Regions from separate parts of the Danio rerio genome. Here region 2 is linked to region 1. Evidence: chromatin contacts called from public Micro-C data. All regions are on one chromosome and are shown on one strand. Each heading gives the region's core, a stretch centred on a gene start, on an enhancer-like site or on the middle of the called end of the contact. The rest is flanking DNA. Distances are from core to core; before and after follow the strand shown. Region 1 holds the start of msx1b (muscle segment homeobox 1b). Region 2 holds the start of zgc:175214.

Region 1 (6,730 bases), core at 649-3,148:
CTAAATGAGAGAGAAGAAAACTCAGCTCGCTTCTCAGCTGAGCCTTTTGTAACCTTAAAAGCCCGTGACATGCCTTAAATTGCCTAAGTATTGTGTAACTTACAGCCCTTTCGAATCAATTTCTGCCTTCACAAAAGCTTTTTCTCAATAAAGCAACCATGAAAAGTTTCCATATACTTTAGAAATGCTTCTTCAAAAGACAGGCTTTTTATTTTAGCAGGAAAAAAAAGATTGATTTTATGAAAATTAGTATAAGGTTTGTTGTTTGCAGGAGTTGTTTGTTTTTTTCCCTACATTAAATATCTTTTTTTTTTTTTTTTTTTTTTTTTTTTGTATTTTTAACGAGCCCTATAATTACACTTTTCTGGTCGCTGGACTTACCTCAAAAGTCTAGTTGAGAGCATGTTCACCATAAACAGGTGTATTATTTCGCTATTAGCCTACCTGTTAATGACTTTATTTATTTTACCTGACAGTTTTCTTTAGGCTAACATTGAGTCCTAATATTTTACAAATAAGGCAATTCGGTTATAGCTTTATGAGTTATAAAGAAGCCGAAGGAAAATGAATGAATAAACGAGTTAGCCTACATAAGCCCTGCAAGGCCATATACAGTGCTCAGCATAACTGAGTAGACCCCATTTTGATATTTTATCCATTTCTCATGCAGTGAATATAGGCAATATATTTTAGTGTATTTAAATAAAACACATTAAACATATATATTTATTAAAAGAATATTTTAGTCACCAAACATGTTTAGAAATTGAAAGATAATATAATTAAATTCAAGCAAAATATTGCAAAAAACAATTTTTTTTTCTTATTTTTCAATTTGTGTGTATTTTTTGTAAAACAAATTTAGGTGTACTAGTTTTTGGACATAAGTTTATCATAAGTTAGTTTGTTAGATAAGGTCCAGATTTTGCTTCAGTATTGCAGTATTGACTAATTGACTAATATGAACATGTAACATTAAAAATAGGAATTTAAAAGATAGACTTGTGAGGGGTGTACTTATATTTGCTGAGCATTTATATATATATATATATATATATATATATATATATATATATATATATATATATATATATATATATATAGTGTGTGTGTGTGTGCGTGTGCGTGTGCGTGTTTGTGTGTGTGTGTGAGTGTGTGTGTATGAGAGTTTGGGTCGATGCAAAAAACTCTAAATGCCATCTAAAAGTTTCCTTATCAGGCTCCTGGCAAAGAAAAGTCATTTTTTCTGGTCTTCAAAGTGAAATATCCCTATATATATATAGAGAGAGAGAGAGAGAGAGAGAGAGAGAGAGAGAGAGAGAGAGAGAGAGAGAGAGAGAGTAGTAATTAGTCTAATTATTTTACATGAGAATACTTTTTTATAAAGATAATAATCATCTTTAATTTAATAATAATATTTATAATAATAATGATTAAAAATACAATATTTTTAGATAGAACAGGTCTGTCCGGTTATCTTGTTTATTCGTATATGACCAAAGTTTTGGTCTGGAGTAATTCCTCTCCATTGTGCCTTTTCAGTGGCTTCTCGACAGTCGGATACAGATACTTCGAGAGCTTCCCCACTGTTTAATTGGGCTAAAATTGGTCTACTTTGTGCTCCAAAGAGTCAAGAGCCCCGAGGCCATCTATACATCATCTCAGCAAGACATCCGCGATTAAGTACTCATTTTTCTCAATATCCCCTTGATGTCTTGGTGTCAACTTGACCACATGACTTCTAAGGGCTCGCTTTGGATTGGTCCGAGCTCGCCTCAGGGGGGACCTTTCCACCAATCAAAACGAGGTTTTTGTGGGACAGCTGGTCGAGCGCGCACGCTGATTGGTGGAGAAAAGTTTGCGAACTATTATAACAGCGCATAGGGACGGAGTGTGTTAGAAGTTGTTGAGACGTGACCGTATATGCAGCAGCTCGTGGCGGATGGTTAACGATGAATTCTCCTAAGGGACCCGTTGAAACGACATCTCAAGAAAAGTCTGAGTCGGACAGCGAGGAAAGTCAAAAGCCGAGAGATATGACCGCTGACACAGGACATAAAGCCAAGAAGACTTACCTCCCGTTCAGTGTTGAATCCCTGATGGCCAAATCCAGCTGCCAGCAGGTCGCGTGTTCTCCGGCTCTCCAGCATCAGAGAATGGGACATGGTCAGGACTTAGTAAGGACTTACTTTGTAGAGAAAGCCAAAGTTTCTGTGGACACTTTGTCGAGCGTTTCGGACAGTCTAAACGACGACAGTGAAGAACTAAGCGATAAGGAACAGAGCACTTGGTCAAACTCTTCATCTTTCACATCTCCTCCTCGTAAGTATAGCTTATATCTACCATTCATTAAGGTGTTTTTGATTATGAGTATATATATTTAAAAAAAAAAACTGTTTTAATAGCTAACAATCTGACTAAAAGCATATTTATACTTTTGACAATTTGTCTCATGTGTTGATAAACACGTGGATACAGCATTTAGATTTATTATAAACTTTTTATAAAATAATGTTTTAAAATATTTTAGTAAATTATAATTTATTATAATTTACTTTAGATGAATTAATTATTATTAGCTAAATGTAAAGAGGAGGAACAAAGGCTTGCACAGCAACTAAAGAAGGTTAAAATTTGTAAAACTGCTCAGATGATTTTTGTTTTTATGATGATAATTAAAATAAATAATAATAATAATAATTAAAACATTTAACCAGCATAGCATTTTAAGAGATTACACTAGTAAATAGAATTTACTGAAAACAACAACTATTAATTAAATCTTACACAATTGTAATAATAACTAGTAATTAAATAGTATTTTAATATTTTATTTCACTCTTAATATAGTTTTGTTGGGCTAATTGGAAAAGTTGCAACTAACATTTTGTTCAGTTCTGAAAGAAAGAAAGAAAGAAAGAAAGAAAGAAAGAAAGAAAGAAAGAAAGAAATGGGATTGTAAAATGCACAATGAGAAAGAAATAATAAATAGCTTATACAACAGTTGCAAACCCAAGTCTGAAAAGAAAGACAAAAATAGAAACTCTAATGCAAAAGAAATGTATTTGTTGTAGCGTGTAACAAAAACAACAACAACAATAATAATAATAATAATAATAATAATAATAATAATAATAATAATAGGCCTATACACAACCAGAAAAGTTGCATGCCCAAGTTTTCATTTTTTAAAGAACTAACGAAACTAAGCAAGAAAGACTCTAAAAATGCACAATGAAGGTAGGCTGCTGGTTATTTGGAGAGGTTTTCTCATTTCTAAGTTAAAAACAGTTTGTTGGTCGTTTCGTCCAGGTCACCCGAGCCCAACGCCGTGCACCTTACGCAAGCACAAGACGAACAGGAAGCCGCGCACACCGTTCAGCACCTCCCAGCTGCTGTCGCTCGAGCGCAAGTTCAGACAGAAACAGTACCTCTCTATCGCCGAACGGGCCGAGTTCTCCAACTCCCTCAACCTCACCGAGACTCAGGTCAAGATCTGGTTCCAGAACAGGAGGGCGAAAGCCAAGAGACTCCAGGAGGCCGAGCTGGAAAAGTTCAAATGCGCGTCCAAACCGCTTCTGGCCCCGTTCGCGCTGCCGTTCCCTCTGGGATCTCCATCATCTCTATACGGACCTCCTGCCTCGTTCCCACGACCCGTCCCGATGCCAGGACTATTTAACGGACCCGTGTCCTATGGGATGTATTATTTGTCTTAAAAACTTTTTTATTCCACTCTGAAATTATTTGAGAGACGTTTACATAAGTCACAGGGAAAGTTATATATATGAGCTATAATTGCACTATTAAGTGCTGAATAATACTAACGAACAACATGTACTTTTGTTATTATTCTGAGGAACCGCTTTTAATTACAGACAGTAGTAAATAATAAGTGTTGGCTAGAATCGTCATGGATTGATTCGGTAATGTCACATTTAGACCTACCCAGTTCCACAAACCCATAAGAAATCCTGGAAGCGAGCTTCTGAATTTGTGTCGAGTTTTATTCTTTGTGTTGTATACTGACGTGCTCTTGTAGAGCAGGTATAGATGTTTAACTCTTTTACGATCATCTGACACGGAGGTTATCCGTCAGATAAGTACTTATTGGCCTTATGTTGGAAGTGCCTTGAAAGACCAAATATTTATTAGTCTAAAATAAAAATAAAATATTCTTTCTTAAGTTTAACCTTTTCCCTTTTGTTTATTTTGTCATATTATCTGACAACAATTTATTTGTTTTGGCAGAAATTAAACAATGTTTTCTGTGAAAAAAACATTTTAATATTTTTTTTTTAGAATGGGAACATCAGTGAAAAAAAATAATAATCAAGAAAAATGTTTCATCACACTCAAAAAAAAATTATTTTCTTTTTAGTGTGATGCAACATTTTTCTTGATTCTGTAATTTGACGGTGTTTGTTTACATCGTCAAAACTCCGTCTCCATATCGTAAATTTAATGTGCATTTTCAAACTTTACAATGAGATTAATTTTATGATAAATAAATAGTCATTATTCAACTTTTTGGGGTTTATAAACCACCAAAAATATACGCGGCCATAAGTACTGAAATTTAAAACGAACTTCTGCTGAGAAAAAAAACAATAAAGAAAAATCACAGAAATAACATTAAATATTATAAATCAACAAATTCTAAGTGTGCAAAAAAATGCATTTTAATGGTTTGGTGTCTTTGAACATACTATTCCATTTATTGGTTTAAACGCCATGAGAGACGGAAAAAATACCCAAAGCCCCAAATGAACATTATAATTTAGCTACATTAAAACCAATACAATTTACAATGTAATTTACAGCCTATAAATTTATAACAAATTATAATAGTTCTGTTTTGTCAAAGAGACAAATGAGTGATCTATAGTTTTGTTAGTTGTTGTTGGCAATTAGTTGTTCTCATTAGCTAGTTGAACACAAGTTGACAACCCATGTTTGCTTAATTTGTTTGATCCTTTACTGCAAAATTACAGAGGAAATTACTTATAATAACAATAGTCATATTTGCGTGTTCACACTGCAACACAGCTGTTAATGCTCTATTATATCTTTTATTGAATAACATTTTATTTTAAACTGAGAAAAATAATGAACAAAACTGTAGTTAAACTTGCTTATTGTCCAATAGATGGCGCCATCATAAACTCTTCAACAAATTATCACTATCTGTTTGGAAGCATAAAAGTTTAAAATTAACTATTTATTTGAACTCAAGTTTTTAGGTGACACGTGTATAGTTAACTACACCTTTATTTGTAAGCATTAAACACGGAAAAATCCTGAAGATTTAATTATTTATTTCAAAGCAGTCCGTTTCACCGCACTAAAATATGCCTCCATCACAAGCATTGGCCACCGGGACCCTTCTCAACATCTGCAGCCGTCAGTGGGTCGCATAAAAGCACCTAAATGACAAGGATAAGCAGCAAAAAAACGTGTGCCTTAGGCTGGATGTCAATTTTCGGTTCTCAGATGGTCTTTATTACACATCATTAGCCACAAAATGAAATCTTAAATGATCTCTTAATCGTTTGTTCACAAAGTTCAGACATCTGATTTTAGAAAAGATTATGAAGCGGATTAAGAGCGGTTATTAAAGGACGGCGATATGGATTTTTATTGGTCACTTTAATTCTCGAACTATTTGTTGACTACCATTCTTTACATCCAAATGTTACTGAGAAATAAATACAAGGGTTTGGAAGGCCATAAGAAGTACTTCACAGACGACAAAATACACTCTTAAAAAGTAATTTTTTAACGCATTTCTTCGGATTACTTGAGTTTAGTAACGGAATACAAATGGCATAAAATAACTCTTTGAATTGTACGATTGTATTAAATTGTACTTAATTAAACCTAACATAGCCTATATTCACTTATGAAGTGGTATTACTTAATTAAATTGAATTATGATTTTCAATGTATTGACACTTTCAAATTGCATGTTAATGGGACAATGATGTTGAAAATGCTAGTCAGCAAACAAAATGACATTTATTGACTTTTTATTATAGTTAGATGTGGGTCAGGGTTGGTTTGTAATACTTCTAATAAATTAGTAAATTACAAGTTTTCTTTTTCAATTATTATTTTTTTTCTCCATGCAATCCAGTTGCATTATGTGACCTTAATCTTTATGTGAAATAACAGTTAAAATTTCAGCAGTGACGTTAATTCACATTTTAGTAGTTTGAAAAACAACAAAAGTACATTGTAAAATATATATGATCAATTAGTCCTGAGAGCATATTAAACTAAGTTATCCATGTTCTAACTTTTATAAGTTAGGCAAGCTGTTTCAAGTCAGTTTAACATAATATAAGTTTAATGGACTCATAAAAATTATATATATATATATATATATATATATATATATATATATATATATATATATATATATATATATATATATATATATATATCTTTTTTTTATATATATATATATATTATATATATATATGCTCTCAGGACTAATTGATCATATATATTTTACAATGTACTTTTGTTGTTTTTCAAACTACTAAAATGTGAATTAACGTCACTGCTGAAATTTTAACTGTTATTTCACATCAAGATTAAGGTCACATAATGCAACTGGATTGCATGGAGAAAAAAAATAATAATTGAAAAAAAACTTGTAATTTACTAATTTATTTAACACATTTTCACAATATAACTGCCATTCGAGTACCACCTTTTTAAAATGTTA
Region 2 (6,739 bases), core at 1,733-4,232, 150 kb after region 1:
ATACCAGGACACACACACAGTTAAATTAGCCACTTAAATCACACACATAAGCAGGAAGAACAGTTCTCTAGTACTCCCACTTTCTAGGGAATTCTGGGAAATTAGCGACATATTAAACAAATATGAACAACTGTGGGATTGCCTCCAACGAACCACCATCTGGCCTTTGCGAGAAGCCATATGTGCGTTATAAGAGGACAGCATTCACAATTTACTGTTTCCACACCATGTGAAGTTCATCTCCGTTCCCCCAGTCAGGCAGTGTAAGAGTTAAAGATTAGGACCCTCACCCCCCAAGTCTGAATGTGCAAAGTGGTTCATCTAAGGTGCTTGTATAGAGGGGCTTCCACAGGGACATTCTGATGGGGACGGTAAAGGGTAAAGTCTGAATGAGATACAGCTCCGAATACTCACATCAATATTTTTGTGATGCTGTACAATGATAATTCATATTTTTATATTACTGTGAGGGCAAGGTTTAGGGTTGGGGTGAGGGGTAGGCGTTAGTAAAATACAATTTAATAAATATTATAAATAATACTTGGTATAAATATTGTTTTTTACATTACTCTGATGCTTGTTGTGGGGGTAGATGTTAGTAAAATACAATTTAACAAATATTATGAATAATTCTTGGTATAAATATAGTTGTTTTCCATTACTCTGATGGTTGGATTTAGGGTTGGTGTGGGAGTTGACGATAATAAAATAAATTTAATTGTCATTTAAATTATATAAATAATTCTCGTTAACTTCAGGCTGCCGCTGTATCCCTTTTAGCAACAAAGTAAAGAGAGATTTAATGTCTGCCATAAACACAGGCAATTGTTTTTGTGTTATTATTATTATTATTCATTCATTTTCTTTTCGGCTTAGTCCCTTTATTAATCTGGGGTCGCCACAGCAGAATCAAGCGCCAACTTATCCAGCATATGTTTTACGCAGCGGATACCCAACCAGCTGCAACTCATCACTGGAAAATACCCATACACTCTTACATTCAAACACATACACTGCCAACTTTTTAGCCTACCCAATTCACCTATACCACATGTTTTTGGACTTGTGGGGGAAACCGAAGCACGCGGAGGAAACTCACACAATCACAGGGAAAACATGCAAACTCCACAAAGAAACGCTAACTAACCCAGCCGAGGCTCGAACCAGTGACCTTCTTGCTGTGAGGCGATTGTGCTACCCACTGCGCCACCGTGCTGCTTTAATTATTATTGTAGAATTTTTTTTTTAAACTGGGAAAAGGTTTAAAGACTTGTAATCTTTATATTCATCAGAGAATCCTGGAATAAATGTATCACTGTTTGAAGAAAAATGTTAAGCAGCATAACTGTTTTGAACATTGAAGTTAATGTTTGCTCGAGTCCCAACAATTCAGGTTTTTATAATGATTTATCATGAAGGATCATGTGAACCTGAAGTAGAAAATGTGACCAACCGTCAAAGGAATTCATTTTAAAATGTATTTAAAAAGAAAAATATTACGTTTTAACAACAGTTCATGCTTTTTTCTTACTGTACTTTTGATTAAATAAATGTAACCTTGCTAACAAAAAACATTTAATTCCAAAACATTAAAGTCTCACTAGCTCCAACATCACTTTTAAATATATTCTATATATATTTTATATGTCATCGCGATTCTGGCTCCAAATAAACTAGTTTAACTCTATGAAATGAAATAGTTTATATAAATATAGTTATATATAATAGTTAATATATTAATATAGTTTAGATAAATATACACACACACACACGCATATATGTGTGTGTGGCCACTATCTCATTGACAGTAGTTTATCTAGTTAATGTAACAAGTTAACAGGAAGTATGACACAAAGATAATCAAAATCTAAGCGATTTCGATTGCAATGCTAATGCAATCCATATCTGTAAGCATTACTGTCACTGAAAGACTGACTTGCCATCCATGTTTTCATCTAAAAATAAATCTGTAGACATATCGGTTTTCAGTAGAGCAAAGCCCAACAGCATGCTTAGCACAAATAATTCCTCAATCTTGACAAGCTCATTTTGACCTCATAGTTCCCTTTGACTTCTTCAAACTGGTTTCAACATCCCGAGCAGCAACACCACTTCAGTGACTAATTCTGAAAAAACCCAACAAACTCAAGTTCAGCTTTGACTTCTTTCTCAAAGGCCACTCACCGTTACACCATTGGAATGGTTGCATGTAATCTGACTCCAAGCACTGCTGCTGCAAACTCACTGCTTGTCTGGAACAGGCAATGCGGGGGCTGGAAAACTCAACCTAAAAGCCTGATTCCAGCTCGACTTTCTTGCCTCAGCGCTCTTCCCGTAGGTCAGACGGTTCTAAAAGGCAGCTCTTCAAATGACAGGGTGCGCTTGGCTTGATTATAGTTCAATTATTCCTCCATTCATCCTACTTTTATGATGTCAGCATCGAAGAACAAAAGATTTCAATCACTCTTTGGCTCCGCCGATGTGAATATGCACAAGGTGCTTTGTTACAAAGACAAAGGCAGCATAATGTGCCCTTGATATTCGTCTCGTCATTGACAACGACTCCGTACGTGGCACTTGATGTTTTTGTGCTGTCATACACACAAAAAGTTCACGAATTCTTCGATGATGTCCTAAACATCCATCCGTCCAACAAAATTCCACTCCATCTATTGTCTTTGTCGTCCCTCATATGCTATTCCAGACTTATTTCCTTGACGTGGCCCTCGATCTGTCTTCTTTATCAGGCCCTTTCAGATGAGAATCATATTTTCACCACCATCGAGTGTGTGTGGGGGAGTATTTTCTTTCTCCACCTAAAACCATCTGCTTTCTCAATCCTTCCATCGACAACAAAAAAAACCCAATCGTTCCCTTAACTCATCAACAATCTGAGGCCAAAGCGCCACCATCTGAGGTCAAAAGATGTTGTGATAATGAGGCCGGCCAGTGATCTATTCTCCAGCAAAAGGCTCCTGCGTCTTTCCTGGCCGCACTGTTTCAGTTTGTAAACAGATCTGTGCTCATGTGATCCTGGTTTGCCTCGCAACTCTCTCCTCCAATCCCTCCCTCCCTCTCTCCCTCCCTTCCTGAGCGAATCCCCTCCTCCAATCGCGACTGCAGTCACAGGATGGCTTCCTCTTCTTCTGCATGCAAGATTTTAGAGGAAGTAAAGCCACATGCATGCACAAAACACAAGCTGAAGGTGTTAGACACAACAAGACGAAGTGAGAGAGAAAAAAAATGGGTCAGAGTGCAGTGTGTTTATATGAGTGTGTATAAATATATATATATGCAGCGTGATCAGATCATGTTGCAGTCTGACCTACTAAAACACTGGCATGTTTACGTTCTAGCATAGACTATAATTGGTGGCTTTTCAACAGAAAAAAAGGGGGAAAAAAGCAGAAGAGACTCAAGCGACCAACCCCCAACACCAGCTCTAGAGACAACAGCTGCTGCTCCACTAACAACCATGTGCTCTCCGGGTCTCTGTTTGTTGCTCTCAGCAATCTTGATGACTTATCTGTGGAGTGCATGAGTTCATTTTCATGTTAACCAGATTATTTGCTGGCTATCTAAGCGATCAGGAGAAAGATTTCATTCTTAGTTTGGCATACGTTGTCTTAAAACTGTTTCTTCTACTCTCAAAAAAATGACATACTTATTTAAAATGAGTTGAAACAACACAATTCTTGAGTTTTTTAAGACAACTTGTTTTATGTTCTATCCACTTACATTTGTAAAAACTACGTTAGCTGAATTCAGTCATGTTGTCTCAACACAAATCAGTAGTGTGGAAGCCAGCATTTTTAGTGTAGTGTAGTGTAGTGTAGTGAAGTGTAGTGTAGTTTAGTGTAGTGTAGTGTAGTGTAGTGTAGTGTAGTTTAGTGTAGTGTAGTGTAGTGTAGTGAAGTGTAGTGTAGTTTAGTGTAGTGTAGTGTAGTGTAGTGTAGTGTAGTGTAGTGTAGTGAAGTGTAGTGTAGTGTAGTGTAGTGTAGTTTAGTGTAGTGTAGTGTAGTGTAGTGAAGTGTAGTGTAGTGAAGTGTAGTGTAGTGTAGTGTAGTGTAGTGTAGTGTAGTGTAGTGTAGTGTAGTTTAGTGTAGTGTAGTGTAGTGTAGTGAAGTGTAGTGTAGTTTAGTGTAGTGTAGTGTAGTGTAGTGTAGTGTAGTGTAGTGTAGTGAAGTGTAGTGTAGTGTAGTGTAGTGTAGTGTAGTGTAGTGTAGTGAAGTGAAGTGTAGTGTAGTGTAGTGTAGTGTAGTGTAGTGTAGTGTAGTGTAGTGAAGTGAAGTGTAGTGTAGTGTAGTGTAGTGTAGTGTAGTGTAGTGTAGTGTAGTGTGTTCCCAAGGCTAATTTTGACTATTCTAAATAGTTTTTGATCACGTTAAAACAAGAATATGCTGAAATAAACTAAATATAAATGTTAGATTATAAACATTTAACATGTAAACATTGCTTTGGCAAATAACTGACTTAAATTTGAGCTGCAACTAAAGGCTGATTTATACTTCTGCGTCAAGCGCACATGTATGCTCCGGCGCAGTCTGCGCATGGACGCATGGCCCTTGCTGTGGCCGTTGCTGACGCATAATGCAAGCACTGTGATTGGTTGGCTTTGTGGCGCTGAGGAGTGTGGGTGGGACCGAGAGCCGTGTGAACCCGCTGGAGTGAGTGTTTACAAGTGTCGAGTCCCATGAAGGAGCTCCAGATGGAAAGTTTTTGTTTTGTTTTTACATTATGATTAAAGTTGTTGCACGTCTGCCAGTTCCCACCTCAAAATGAGCAAGTTTGAGCTACTTCTACATTAAGGTAGCGTTCAGAAAAAACAAAACACCAGAAACTCAACACAGAGGAACATAAAGACCTCACTGTCAGCTAGCATTTCGGAAGTGTTATTGCAGAGCAACACAAACAGCGCGCAGAAGTATAAATGCACGACAACGTACAAGGTATGCACCATGGGTCACGCCGATCACCTGATGCAGAAGTATAAACAAAGCATTGAGTTGCTTTCACACCTAGTCTTTTTTTCTTGAACCGGGCATGTTTCCACAATTAGCGCAGTTCATTTAGCATATGTGAGTCCAGCAATCGCACTCGGATACACGCCAAAAAAAAAAAAAAAACAGTCCGAGATTGCCTGAATGAGGTGGTCTCGCCTCAATTAAAACATATTCTGGAGCTAATCGATTGTAGTGAGAAAGTAATACGATCCAAACCAGGCTATATCATAGTGTATTATGGATATGTAATAGGCATACAATTGAAATCAGGATTATTAGCCCACTTGTTAACTTTTCCCCAATTTCTGTTTAACAGAGAGAAGATTCTTTTCAACACATTTCTAAACATAATAGTTTTAATAACTCATTTCTAATCACTGATTTCATTGTTATTTGCCATGATGACAGAAAATAATATTTGACAAGATATTTTTCAAGACACTTTTGTACAGCTTAAAGTGACATTTAAAGGCTTAACTGGGTTAACTAGGCAGGTTAAGGTAATTAGGCAAGTTATTGTGTACCGATGGTTTGTTCTGTAGACTATTGAAAAAAATATATAGCTTAAAGGGGCTAATAATATTGACCTTAAAAGGTTTTTTATTCTGGCCGAACAAACTAAAATTAAAACAAAAAAGACTTTTTAATATTATCAGACATACTGTGAAAATTTCAACTCTGTTAAACATCATTTGATAAATATTTTTGAGAAAAAAAAAATTCAAAGGGGGTTTAATAATTCTGTATATAACTGTATATGGCTGTAAATAACTGTATACGGCTATATGATGAGAGGATTTCATGTTAAATACGAAAGTGAAAGCATGCTAAACTGTTAACGTGAGCTGTTTATCCGTTAGGAAAATTGACTGAACAGCAGTCTTGGTTTATGTATTATTTTTCTCTATTATATAAAGCCTGTAATTCATAGTTTCCCAGAGATGGGTTGCGCCTGGACGGGCATCTGCTGCTCTGTATAAGTTGGCGGTTCATTCCGCTGTGGCGACCCCGGATTAATAAAGGGACTAAGCCGAAAAGAAAAATGAATAAATGAATGAATGCAATGCATAATTCTAGCCAACTTCTATGTATGAGAAAGTTTTACCTCTGATTTATATTTAGTGATGATGTCTGTGGGTGCCACCATTTAAAATTAAAGTGCAGCTTTTCGCTTATAATGTCGTCATAAACTAAAATAAGCACGCAAGACAGCAGAGCGGGACTCCAATAAACCGTGAAACTCTGACCAATGTGACGAGAGTTGGTTAATTTGGTTTAATGGCTTTATTAAAATGTCTTGCTTTTTCTAGTTTTGCTATATATGATCTGAAATATAAAGAAAACAAATAAAAGGTCACAGTGTATATTTTAATATCAGTATATCACCAATGTCAGTATTTCAAATATAATAGAATATAATAAATAAATTGCATTATTTAAAATCAAATTATTGAAAATATACAAAGATACATACCATGCTTGACATTAGCCTCTCAACATTTTGCTAAATACCTTAGCAAAACAAAGATAAGTGATGCTAGTGATGTATCTATATACACTGAAAAAAATTATTCAAAGATGATTCCTTGGATTTACTCAATTCTTTTACGTTAAGTGGTTGTAAACAAATTATTTGTGTTGAATTTAAACAAACAAATTAGGTTAAACATAATGAAACTTAATTTGTTGGTTTAAATTAAACACAAATAAATTGTTTGCAACAGTTCTGCATGCAA

The links. Hi-C and Micro-C count contacts between places; a contact is called where the count stands out from the background.
Region 2: a contact with region 1 is called in a Micro-C map of caudal fin, with 2.9 times the contacts expected there. The contact joins the promoter of zgc:175214 here to the promoter of msx1b in region 1. A contact is called at or near these places in 2 of 18 Hi-C or Micro-C datasets (caudal fin and an unstated tissue).

The regions. Positions count from the first base shown.
Region 1 is chr1:52,663,901-52,670,630 of GRCz12tu, forward strand. msx1b (muscle segment homeobox 1b) reads left to right here and starts at 1,899. Exons shown (of 2, transcript NM_131260.1): 1 at 1,899-2,322; 2 at 3,313-4,271. The coding sequence starts at 1,953. The coding sequence ends at 3,716. It overlaps si:dkeyp-80c12.8, which reads right to left. Exons shown (of 4, transcript NM_001326552.1): 4 at 6,685-6,730. It also overlaps a transcript of gsk3bb not described here.
Region 2 is chr1:52,808,424-52,815,162 of GRCz12tu, forward strand. It overlaps zgc:175214, which reads right to left and starts at 2,983. Exons shown (of 6, transcript NM_001114727.2): 1 at 2,185-2,983. The coding sequence starts at 2,209. All of the region lies in intron 2 of LOC794408 (inositol 1,4,5-trisphosphate receptor-interacting protein), which reads left to right. calhm1b (calcium homeostasis modulator 1b) reads right to left here. Exons shown (of 4, transcript XM_073954623.1): 4 at 6,264-6,739.